Linked DNA regions of Pan troglodytes: region 1 is linked to region 2. A link is a contact called in public Hi-C data. All regions are on one chromosome and are shown on one strand. Each heading gives the region's core, a stretch centred on a gene start, on an enhancer-like site or on the middle of the called end of the contact. The rest is flanking DNA. Distances are from core to core; before and after follow the strand shown. Region 1 holds the start of JDP2 (Jun dimerization protein 2). Region 2 has its middle 33 kb from the start of FOS.

What was found. A called contact is a pair of places that touch in the nucleus more often than the background predicts.
Region 1: a contact with region 2 is called in a Hi-C map of stem cell-derived neural progenitor cells, with 4 times the contacts expected there. The contact joins the promoter of JDP2 here to the enhancer-like site in region 2. A contact is called at or near these places in 1 of 7 Hi-C or Micro-C datasets (stem cell-derived neural progenitor cells) and 1 of 1 other capture datasets (stem cell-derived neural stem cells).

Annotation. Positions count from the first base shown.
Region 1 is chr15:73,377,740-73,383,610 of NHGRI_mPanTro3-v2.0_pri, reverse strand. JDP2 (Jun dimerization protein 2) reads right to left here and starts at 4,057. Exons shown (of 4, transcript XM_063793736.1): 1 at 3,912-4,057.
Region 2 is chr15:73,262,158-73,267,597 of NHGRI_mPanTro3-v2.0_pri, reverse strand. No RefSeq gene overlaps it. Among named protein-coding and RNA genes, the nearest start is that of FOS, 33 kb to the right of the region's middle. Within about 2 kb of position 4,112, at least 18 of the 24 cell types and tissues checked have an H3K27ac peak or open chromatin away from gene starts, as enhancers often do. A contact at or near this core is called in stem cell-derived neural progenitor cells and stem cell-derived neural stem cells, where this site is marked.

The sequences.
Region 1 (5,871 bases), core at 2,808-5,307, 120 kb before region 2:
GTCTGAAAATTCCAAGACTGGGTCGCTAAGGCATTTGTCTCTGCTGAGTTCGGAGAGGCCAAACCACACACACACACAAGAACGCATGTGCACACACATGCACACGCACACACACATACACAGGCACATGGAGCTTGGCAGCCCCTAAGTTCCAGAGCTGGTAATACAAGCCACGAAACCGACTGCCAAGACAAGCAACAGAATGAGCCAGGCCCGGTTTCATTGGCCACCATACGCTGCATATGGCCCGGGACGCAGCCAAAACAGTGTTCTCACCCTCCTCAAAGGCATAGGAGACCCTCTGTTTTCAAACACACCTCCACAGAGCCTTAATTAAAGGAAAATGGAAAAATAATGTGCCTGCTGCCCTCCCCTGCCTATATAGGTATGCACACACACATACCCATATACACTCACTCCATTTTTCTCTTCCTCCCATTTCGGTTTCAAACATAATTCATTCGTATGGAAAAAAAGCAAACTGCATCCTGCAGCAGAAAGGCAGAAAAGAATGTAGCTTGCCCTCAACCCTGGCTCTGATTGCTCAAGTTGAGCTGGGGCTGAATGAATACAGGGCAGGCCGGCCTAGAGTCGGCGTTGGCCCCTTTCTTTCCAGAGTGGAGCTGGAAACAGACACTCGAGAGAGACAGCCCATTGCAAAACCAGTAGCCCCACGACAAACGAGGCCCAGAGAGCCTATTCCTGCCAGGGATTCTGCAGGTTGGAAAAAAATGCCCACACATCCTACAAACAGGTAGGGAGATGACAACAAATCCAGGGAGTCAGGAGGAGCATTCCCTGGTAGCTGCAAAAGTTAGGCAGTGGATGAGTGGGGAGACCCTTATCCAAACCCTTCCTAGGGGGCATTGTCACCACTTTGCAACACATCTCCTTGGAGGTGGCTGCAGCCAACCTAGGAGAAAAGCCAGAGGTCTACACACCCATGACTTCCTGCAGCCCACCTAGGAGAAAAGCCAGAGGTCTACACACCCATGACTTCCTGCAGCCCTTCAAATCACACAGCACCCAGCTCTTCAGGAAGATTCTGGAGCTGCCTGCAGCTCTGAACCAAAGCCAAAGTAGAAGGGAACAGAAGAGTCTTTGAGAAATCCATCCTCCCTGCTCTAAACAAGGAAAAACCTTAACCACCCAGAGGTATGAGAATAGATTTTGCTTCTCTTCCTCGATCCTCAGGTTTATATAAAATCAGAGCCATGCTCACACCTGATACCTGGTTAAACTCTCCCCTAGAAACCTGCAAAGGAAGATAAGCTATCCATCCAAGCTGCAGCCAGATTTGCTGGAAAGGTAAAAGCAATGGGAAGTGTTTTTTAAAACCCTCAGGGAAGGAAGGTTCGGGGGAAGGGAGATGATACGCGAACACAGTTTCTACCAAGGGCTTAAAGGACGTTTGGGTACAAATGTACCCAAACATGGTTCAAAGCTTCCCAATTCCTGATGCTCCTCAAATTAAGACCCTAGGGAGAGACCACCAAGATTTAAGCCTGGGTACACACGCCTAAGCAGGCTGCAAGCCCTTTCTGAGATATAGACCTGAGCACATTTGCCCTGAGCACACGTGGTCGGGCCATAGCCCCATGCCCTGGATTCCAACAGGGAGGGCAGCACCCTGGGCAAGGGCCACGCCATCTTGCAACTGGAGATGACCCAAGGGGGTCGGCTGATTTCTCCTTCCACCAGCCTCTCCATCCCTGCAAAAGAGCCAGGACCTCCCCATCTTCCCCAGCCTTCTCATCTTCCCTGCTCCTCCTACTGACCCAGGCAAAGCCTGGCTCTGCCATCCCAGGGTCCAGGGATCCAGTTGGAAGGCCCAATCCACCCCTACACTCTCCCACCCCCCACTGCACCCCTACCCCTCGACAACCTCCTTTGAGGGGAGGAGCAGAGGAGAGCCTTCTAAGCTGGGCTGGGCAAGGGAGAGGCTGGTTACCTACAGGAGCCGGCTTGCCTCCTTATATAACCTGGCGTGGGAGACAGGAGAGCCCAAAGGGGACCCCGGCCACCCCTAGATCCCCTCCCAGCCCAGAGCTCCAAAGCAATGGCCATGAGAGAAGCTGCCTTCATTGGATGGAAATCCCGAGCCCTTCTCAATACTCTCCTCCGGGTCCGGGTCCTCCGGGAGTCGCGCTTCCTCACTGCCAGGAGGTCCTTGTCATCCCTCCACAATCTAACCCCGACCCCAACCCCGCACCTCCCTGGCCCTTCACCCTCCATCTCCACCCGCACAGCCCGTCTCTGCGGGCAGTTTTCTCCCCACTCACCCCGCCTTCCCCGCCGCCCGAGGAGAGCACCTCCCTGCAAACGGACGGGGGAGGAGAGCGCGGGAGGGAGAAGGAGGGAGCGCCCCGGCTGTCCAGGGAGCGGACCGAGCCTCCCGTCCCGGGGCGGGAACCAAAAGGAAGCCTCAGGCTGCCGGGCGCCTCGCGGGAGGGGCCCGGCTGCAGCGCCCGGCGCGGGGAAAGCTCGAGGTCCCTGGGCTGCGGGAGCCTCCCCGCGGGGCTGGGCTGGGGCTCCTCGCGCTCCGCCCGCGCGGGGGCGGCCGTCCCAGGTGCCCGCGCCGCGCCCTGCCCCGCCCCGCCCCGCCCGTCCCGGCGCCCCCAGCGCGCGCCCTCGCACCCACCGTGCAGAAGCTGCGGGCGGAGGCGGCGCCCCCGGGGCCGGGGCCCGGCTGCAGGCGCCGTGCCCGCTCCGCGCCGCTGCCGCCCGGCCGCGGAGCTCCGCCCGGTGCCCAGGCCTGTCCCGGCCCGGGAGCCGCCGCGGCGCCAGCCCCGCCGCCGCTGCAGCGTCCGCCGCCGCCAGCGCCCCCCGTCGCGGCCGCCGAGCGTCCCTCCCGCAGGCTGTGGCGGGCGGCGGGACGGGTTGCATCAGCCCCGGCTATATAGCGGCCCCTGGGCGGCGGGGAGGGGTCGGGAATGCGGAACCGGCCGAGCTGCCAGCTCCAGACGTCAGAGGGGGACGGAGAGGAAGGGAAGGAGGGGACCGGGGAGGAGGGGGTGTGGAGCCGGCGCTTCACACCCACTGACCTTAACCTCCCCCGCCGCCTTGGGCGCCCTCCTCCCGCGGCCGCTCGCGCTCCTCTCCCCGCGGGGGCGTCCCGGGTTCCATGCAGTCCCCCGGCTCCGCCACCCCACGGTGCAGGAGCGCTCGAGAAAGCAGGACGCGGCGAGCGGTTATGTAAGCGCACCCCCCGCGCACCGCCGCCCGGCTTGTGCCCGCCAGGCAGCAGCAGCCGCAGCCCTAGGAGAGAGGCGCGAGAGGCCGGAGCCGGGGGAAAAGTCAAAAGCCCCTTCACGCACAGCCTGTGTTAACCATGTACCTCAGTCCCGGCGCTTCCCCCCCAAACTGAGAGCGACAGGGAGAATTTCCGCACAGTTTCATCCTTGGACACTTCAGGACTGAGCGGGTGAGGAGGCGATCTCGCCAGCCTGCTTTATTTTTCGGTGGAGAAGGATGGGCTGAGATGAAGGCATTTGGGGACTCCTACCCCTACCCACCGGCCCCCGCCAGCGCCCTTAGGCCCCAAGACGGCTGGCTGCACCAGCCTGACCTCTGCTAGGGCTGCAGCCTGAGACCGCGGCTTGCTCTACTGCTGGCGCAGTTTGACCCTTGGGCTTGTACCCTGCTCCAGCGGGCTTCTCCTTTCCACTCAGGACACAGCAGTGAGCAGACCCCAAGTGGCCTTCTTCCCCGTTCCAGCTTCAATAGCCAACCCCACTCCCACCTTCCATCCTTCTAGAGAGGAAATGGTGAAGGGGACTCCAGAGGGAAGGCGACATCCATGGTGCCCTCCAGTATACAAAGGCAGAGACACAGAGCCCTCAGGTAGAACGGGGTTCCCTAGACGGCATCTCCTACCTCCAGAGCTCCTGGGTACCCATCGAGCCCCCTACCTTCTGCCTAAGCCAGATAGGAGTGACGATTTTTATACTCAGCGACTTTCGGCCTCCTTTCTGAGAGTGATGTCAGGTCATCACCCATAGAAGAAAGGAAGTGAAAGAAAAAGTTCATGCCTTCTTGGAGTGCAGATGCTCAGAGTGAAAGAAACAACAAGACTTGAGACAGATGGGTGCAATTGAGCAAACCCGAACATGCATGTCTCTCTCATGTGAGTGAGTGCATGAGACTTTATTCTCCTTATTTCCCCAGTGCAGTGAAATCTTTCTGGATAAAAGAAGTGGGCTAATGGAAGGAGAGACAGACCAAGTCCCAATGACATTGCCTGACCATTTTCACCTTCGCCATCAGCAGTCTCCCTCACAGCATTGGTGTGGGCAGGTAAGAAGAAAGCAAGGCCCTGAAAGAATATACATTGGAAAATGAGCAGTAATTTGATACTCTTGTGGAAGAGCATGACTCTTCGCCCCAGAAAGGCCAATGACACCTTTACTACAGCGTAAAGATCAAAGCCAGGGACTGTGAAACTGCCTCATGATGTTTCTCCCATGAGACCTGTGTCTGGATGTTTATATGGAACAAAACATGGAACAGAGGCAATAGTACTTGATGTGTCTTCAGCTGGGGCTTTGGATAAACTAAACTGATCTATATTCAGGGACTAATAATTAGGGTGTGTGGTTAGAGCGCGTCCTCTCTAGGGCCTGTTTTGGACTGTGGCTGGGCCACCAGCAGTCCTACTGGGCCTTTGCTTCCCCCACAAATTAAATATGTTACAGAGGTGGCACCAAGGGGTGACTTGGGAGGCCTTTAGTCCCCTCTACCTCTCTATAATCTCCATTAGATCTTCTCTGTTATTTGATATGGATGCTTTTCAGTTTCATATAGGACGCTGTAAGAACACAGCTTCAAGGCCTCCCTTCCGCCACATACTCCCTACTAGGCCCCTCTACGTAGTCACTGCCTCTGGGAGTGGCTAGAGGGAGAAGCAATAAACTGGGTCCTTTATGCAGACATTGGATGCTGGATGGAGCTGATTTACCACTGGCTCTTAGGGACAGACAAGTGACTCAGCCTAAGGCAGTTTGAATTTAAGTTTCCTATCACAACTAGAAAAGTCCTGATTAACACGCCCAGCCCTAGTCAATGGGCTGATTGAGAGATCGTCACATATCCCAAGAAAATCTCACAAGACTGGGAATTTTGTGGATCTGCTGGAAAGAGAAGCTGCCAGAAGCCCCACGTGAAAGGGATCTACTGAGAGTGAAGCTAATGGGAGGAAAAGTAGAGCCAAGCCACGGAGGGAAAGACAGATCAAGTTCCAATGACATTACCTGAGTTCCTGAATTCAGTCATGCCTGACATCATCCTGACCTCTGCAGGTTTTAGCTATAGGAATCAGTAAATTATGTCTTACCCAAGGCAGTTTGAATTTGGGTTTCCTATTACTTGCAATTAGAAAAGTCCTAATTAATACATTGGGTTTTGCATCTCTGACTTATGTGGACTATTTCATTTTGAAGTTTAATGGAGATTGATGAATCCCGAGCTCTTTGTAAAGAGGGGAAAACTGAAATGGTGAGGTAAAATAATGAATTCCCCAGACCTGCTCCTCCAAAATCAAAGGAGAAAGTGATAGTTCTGAGTAATCAGCCAATCAATTAGTCTTTATCCTAGTATATACTGAAAACCTATTGTGCACCTTTAAGATACACAAAGTTTAAGACATGATTTCTCACCTGTTCTATGTCCCATCTAATTAGGAAAAATGATTTACAAACTAATGAATAGCAAGACAAAGAGTAGCTAAGAGCTAATGATGCGACACAGGCTATAAGCACTGTAGGAGTTCAGACAGGATTGCTGCTCCAGTCTCTACTCAAATTGTATAGACCAAAATTGCAAACGCGTAGCTGGCAGGCTGAAAATCTGGCTTTTCTGGCTTCAACCTTAAAT
Region 2 (5,440 bases), core at 2,863-5,362:
AGTTAGAGACCAGACTGTGCAACATAAGGAGTCCTCGTCTCTACTAAAAATTTTTTTAAAAAAATTATTCAGGTGTGGTGGTGCATGCCTGTAGTCCTAGCTACTCAGGAGGCTGAAGCAGGAGGATCACTTAAGCCCAGGTGGTCGAGGCTGCAGTGAGCCATGACTGTGCCACTGCATTCCAGCCTGGGAGACAAAGCGAGATCCTGTCTCAAAAAAAAACAGAGACATGTTCTTGTTCTAGACTTTCTGTATTGCCCTACATCATCACCCCTCCCGGTTAGTAGGGAAACCTCTCCCCTTTGCCCCCTTTCTCTTATTTTCTCTATTATTTAGAATGCTTTTGGATGATGATGATTATTATTATTGATGATGATGATAGTAGCTAATATTTATTGGGTCATAGTTTGGGTTACCAGGAAGTGACTCTGAGAACAGCATTCAGGTTGTACAGTTGGGATCAACACCTGTAGAAAGAGAGGGGGAAAAAAGTGGGATTCAGCAAAGGGAGAAGTTTTAGAGGAGACAAATCAGTGAAACGAGTTTGCCTCCCCACGTTTCCCCAGTGTGTAGTTGAGACTGTTGTCTGAGCCAACACATGTTCACATTGTTCCCAGGTTCTCCCATCATGTAATGAGAATAATTCTATCATTTCTCACAAGGCGAGAGGGACACAAATGAAGAAAAGACCAAAACACAGAATTTGAAGCCAGTCTGCCTGGGTTCAAATCCCAGCTCTCCCTCGTACCATCTAGGTGATCTAGGGAAAGATGCTTGATCCTTCTGAGCCTCCATTTCCTCGTCCACTAAATGAGAATACTGTTACTAGCTACCACACAAAGTTGTTGTGAAGATGAGTGAGGGATTATATGTAAAACACTGAGTGGAATGCCTGGCTCACAGGAAGCACTAAGTGTTGGCTGTGGGACTGTACGGCCTTCAGTATTGAAGAAGTCACTCATCATGCAACTCTCCTTCACTTATGCAACCACACACACACAACACCCACGTTACACACATACACACGCAACACGTGCAGCATACAGCACGTACTCAACAAAACATACACAGTACACATACATAAAGCAGCAAAGCCTTGTTTCATAAGTTGTCCTTTTTTTCTTTTTTTTTGAGAAGGAGTCTCATGCTGTCGCTCAGGCTAGAGTGCAGTGGCGTGATCTCGGCTCACTGCAACCTCTACCTCCACCTCCTGAGTTCAAGCGATTCTCCCGCCTCAGCCTCCTGAAGAGCTGGGACTACAGGTGTGCACCACCATGCCCGGCTAATTTTTGTATATTAAGTAGAAACGGGGTTTCACCATGTTGGCCAGGCTGGTCTTGAACTCCCGACCTCAAGTGATCCACCTGCCTCCGCCTCCCAAAATGCTGGGATTACAGGCATGAGCCACTGCGCCCAGCCTCATACTCTGTTCTTTGTGTACTTTGTGGTTTCATTCCATTTTAAAGCCAAATCTCTGCTAATACACACCCATAATGCTCATTGTTCTTCCCCATTGCATGTCATTGTGACATCATGCAATGCCATGATAAGGCGATTTACCAATTGCACATTCTAATTGCTCTCAGAGCATAATATTCATTAGCAATTTTCTTTCATAAGCTTCTTAGCAATAATGTTTCCTCCAATGCAGTATAGCATTCAAAGGTGGAACTTTGGAGTCAGATGGACTTGGGTTGAAATCCTGACATTACTACTTACCAGCTTTGTGACTTGGGGCAAGCTGCTAAACTTCTCTAGCTATAACATTATTCTCATTTTATCAATCAGGAAACAAAGAACCAGAAAGACCAAATCAGTAATCGTGAGTCTCATATTGTTATCTATAAAAAAGCTACACCTTGCAAGGAATGAAAAGATAAGGTGTGTACCACATTTAAATTGGTGCTTGCCACATGCTAATATATGCTAATAAAACATTTTGTAATGATAAAAGTGATGGTAGTGATGAATGGCTTATTTCTTTATTTTATTTTATTTGAGTCGGAGTCTCACTCTGTTGCCCAGGCTGGAGTGCAGTGGTGTGATCTCAGCTCACTGCAACCTCCGCCTCCCAGGTTCAAGTGATTCTCCTGCCTCAACCACCCGAGTAGCTGGGATTACAGGCATCCACCACCACACCCAGCTAATTTTTGTATTTTCAGTAGAGACAGGGTTTCACCATGTTGGCCAGGCTGGTCTCGAACTCCTGGCCTCAAGTGATCTGCTTGCCTCAGCCTCCCAAGGTGCTGGGATTACAGGCGTGAGCCACTGCACCCGGCCAATGGCTTATTTCTTTAAATAGAAAAAAGAAATGCATTGAATAAATCATTGACAGTTAATGGGACTCTCTGGTGATGAACCTGGGTTCTACCCATGCCTGGAGGCTCCAGGTCCCATAAGCTTCCACCCAGCATTGTGTTGTAACTGTACCATTTCCCTTCATGAAATTTGAGAGGTGATGTTTTGACATTATTTCATTTTGTTTCATTTCCTCTTGATGGGTGGGCTTAACCTGTTTCTCAATTTAGGCAGAGCAAAAGGGAGAAGTATTTTAAATTGCCATGATAGTCCAAGTTGGTCTTACCTTCAGGCCCCTGAGCACGAGCCCAAAATTCTCTCCAACTCTCCTACGGTATTTGGGTATTTTCCAATTCCTAGAAATGCCAGATATAAATAACCCTTTCCTTAGTTTCCTCCAAAACTCTCCCTTTCTCCTTTCCTTTTGCCTCTTGGCATTTGGGTACCATAACAATGAATTTTGAAATAATACTTTAATCACATTTTATATTCTTGGCCAGGCTCAGTGGCTCATGCCTATAATCCCAACATTTTGGGAGGCCCCATCTCAAATTAAAAAAAAAAATTACATTCTTATGGTGCATTTCTGTTCACTAAATGCATTCATATCCACTCTTCACAGTTGGCAGTAAGGAAGATAGTGTAAGTTCCATTTGATGGATGACACAGCTGAGGTTCAAAGAGGTGAACCCATGTGCCCTCGATGCTGGCCTTCAAGCCAACACCATTTCCTGCTGCAGCAAGAAGACAGTCTTTACTGACAGACATATTTATTTTTATCATGGTAAAATATACATAACAAAGTTTACTGTTTGAAACTTTTAAAGTCTACAGTTGAGTGGCATTAAGTACATTCGCATTGTTGTGCAACTCTCATCACCATCATCTCCAGAACGTTTCATCTTCCCAAATTGAAACTTCATACTCATTAAATACTCACTCCCCATTTTCCCCTCCCCTCGGCCTCTGGCAATCACCCCTCTACTTTCTGTCTGTTTGAATTTGACTACTCTAGGAAGCTCACATGAGTAGAATCATAAGCTATTTTTCCTTCTGTGTGATAGACACTTTTGCAGCAAGATTTCTGGAGGAAGATGCCAAGATTCTTTCTTCCACTGCATTTGTTTTGGCTCATATTGCCCGTTGGCCAGAAAGAGTGTCTATATCCTAAAGCGGCCCACCTTCAGGGACCTGAACACCATTCAGGCACAGAGCCGGGCTTTGATAGACAAGCCCTGCAAAGCAGATGTTTTCTAACATTTTGCATTGACTGTTGTTCATTCTTCTTGTCTTGCAGGTAATTACTTGAGTTGTCATCATCAGAGTAGAAAAAAAAAAATGCTCCTGGAGAAGAATATAAGGTATTTCCGTGTTCCACCGCTGAGGTTCCCAAAGCCCTCTCTCTCCTCCATTGGCGTGTGTGTGTGTGTGTGTGTGTGTGTGTGTGTGTGTGTGTGGTTTGGGGGAGTTTTTTATTTTAAAACACTCTGTGATTTACTTCAATTCATCTTTTGCCCAGAAAGCCAACACAGCTGCAAATCCGTTCTGCCCAGAAAGCCTTCTAGCCTTCCCAGAGGCCTCTTTGCCTGTTCAGTGGACACTTCCGTCCCTCTCAGGCCGGCTTCTCCCAGCCCACTGCCCCCCGGGCTGCCTGCCCAGCTCCTGAGAGAAGGCACTGCTCCCTGGAAGTGGCCGAGCCTTCTCTATGGGTTTCTGTAACTTGGAGAAGCGCAGGCTCCCCTGGGGCACCCCTGCTCCTCCTCCCCTCCTTGGGCTTCCCCCTCAGAAAGCTGGCTCTGCTGCCCGCTGGTAAACGGACTGGCTGTCACCATGGCAACAGCCTGGCCTGGAGCCGGATGACGCCAGACCTGACTCCCCTTCCCAACCTCACCCAACTCTGTTTGTTTGGGCTCCAGCTGCTTTTGTTGGGCTTTGTTTTGCTTGTCAGTTTGAAACAGCTCCTTTGCTGATTGGCTGCAGGGGGCTGAGATCCGAATCCCTGGGATACTGAGAAGTCCTGCTCCCTGCCCGGGCAGGATTTCCTGGCACTTTGGAGTATTTCCCCCATCACAGTAACAAGGCCTAAAGAAGCCCTGTTTGATGAACACACACTTGCCCTTTAGGCAAGGCAGAGCCCATAGAGAGACTGAGCATCAGATAATCTGCGAAATGCCCCAATCTGCACACCCAACAAGAACCCTATCACTAAACCATGTTGGCTTCCCGAATGCCACACTTGTGACTAAAGGCCAGCCTGTTACTTGATAAAACGAAAGAAGCATACCATGTCAGAGAGCAGTCCAGGTGTGTAGAAACATCAAAAATAAATAAATCCAGGAAGAAAAACAAACAAGTATGTGGATGTTAAGGAACAGCTTTAGGTGAATGTGGTGACAGACATCCAAGTAATGTTCACCTCAAATTTTGGGGTGGTTTTGCTGCTTTTATTCGGATAACTGTAGAAGCAAGAATCCAGAATATTTGTGACTAATTTGAAAACATGGCGTCTACCCTTTTGCTATTTCATCGGGTTTTTATCTCCCAAATAATCAATTTTAATAACTTGCTTGGTCCTCGATAATCCTGAATTTACTCCCAGGACTATCAGGGACCAAGCAAGTTATTGCTGTGCTTAAAATTTTTGTTTTGTTTTGTTTCACTCTGTCGCCCAGGCTGGAGTGCAGTGACGCGATCTCGGCCCGCTGCAACCTCCGCCTTCTCCCTCAGCCTCCCAAGTAGCTGGGATTACAGGCACCCGCCACCACGCCCAGCTAATTTTTGTATTTCTGGTAGAGATGTTGGCCAGGCTGGTCTCAAACTCCTGGCCTCAATGGATCCGCCCACCTCGGCCTCCCAGAGTTGAGATTACAGGCATGAGCCACCGCACCCAGCCATCTCCTTTGAGATACAAAAAAGATGTTTCTGGCCTGGCGCGGTGGCTCACACCTGTAATCCTAGCACTTTGGGAGGCCGAGGCAGGCGGATTGCCTGAGCTCAGGAATTCAAGCCCAGCCTGGGCAACATGGTGAAACCCCATGTCTACTAAAATACAAAAGAAATTAGCTGGGCGTGGTGGCGTGCACCTGTAGTCCTAGCTACTCAGTAGGCTAAGGAAGGAGAATTGCTTGAACTCGGGAGGCAG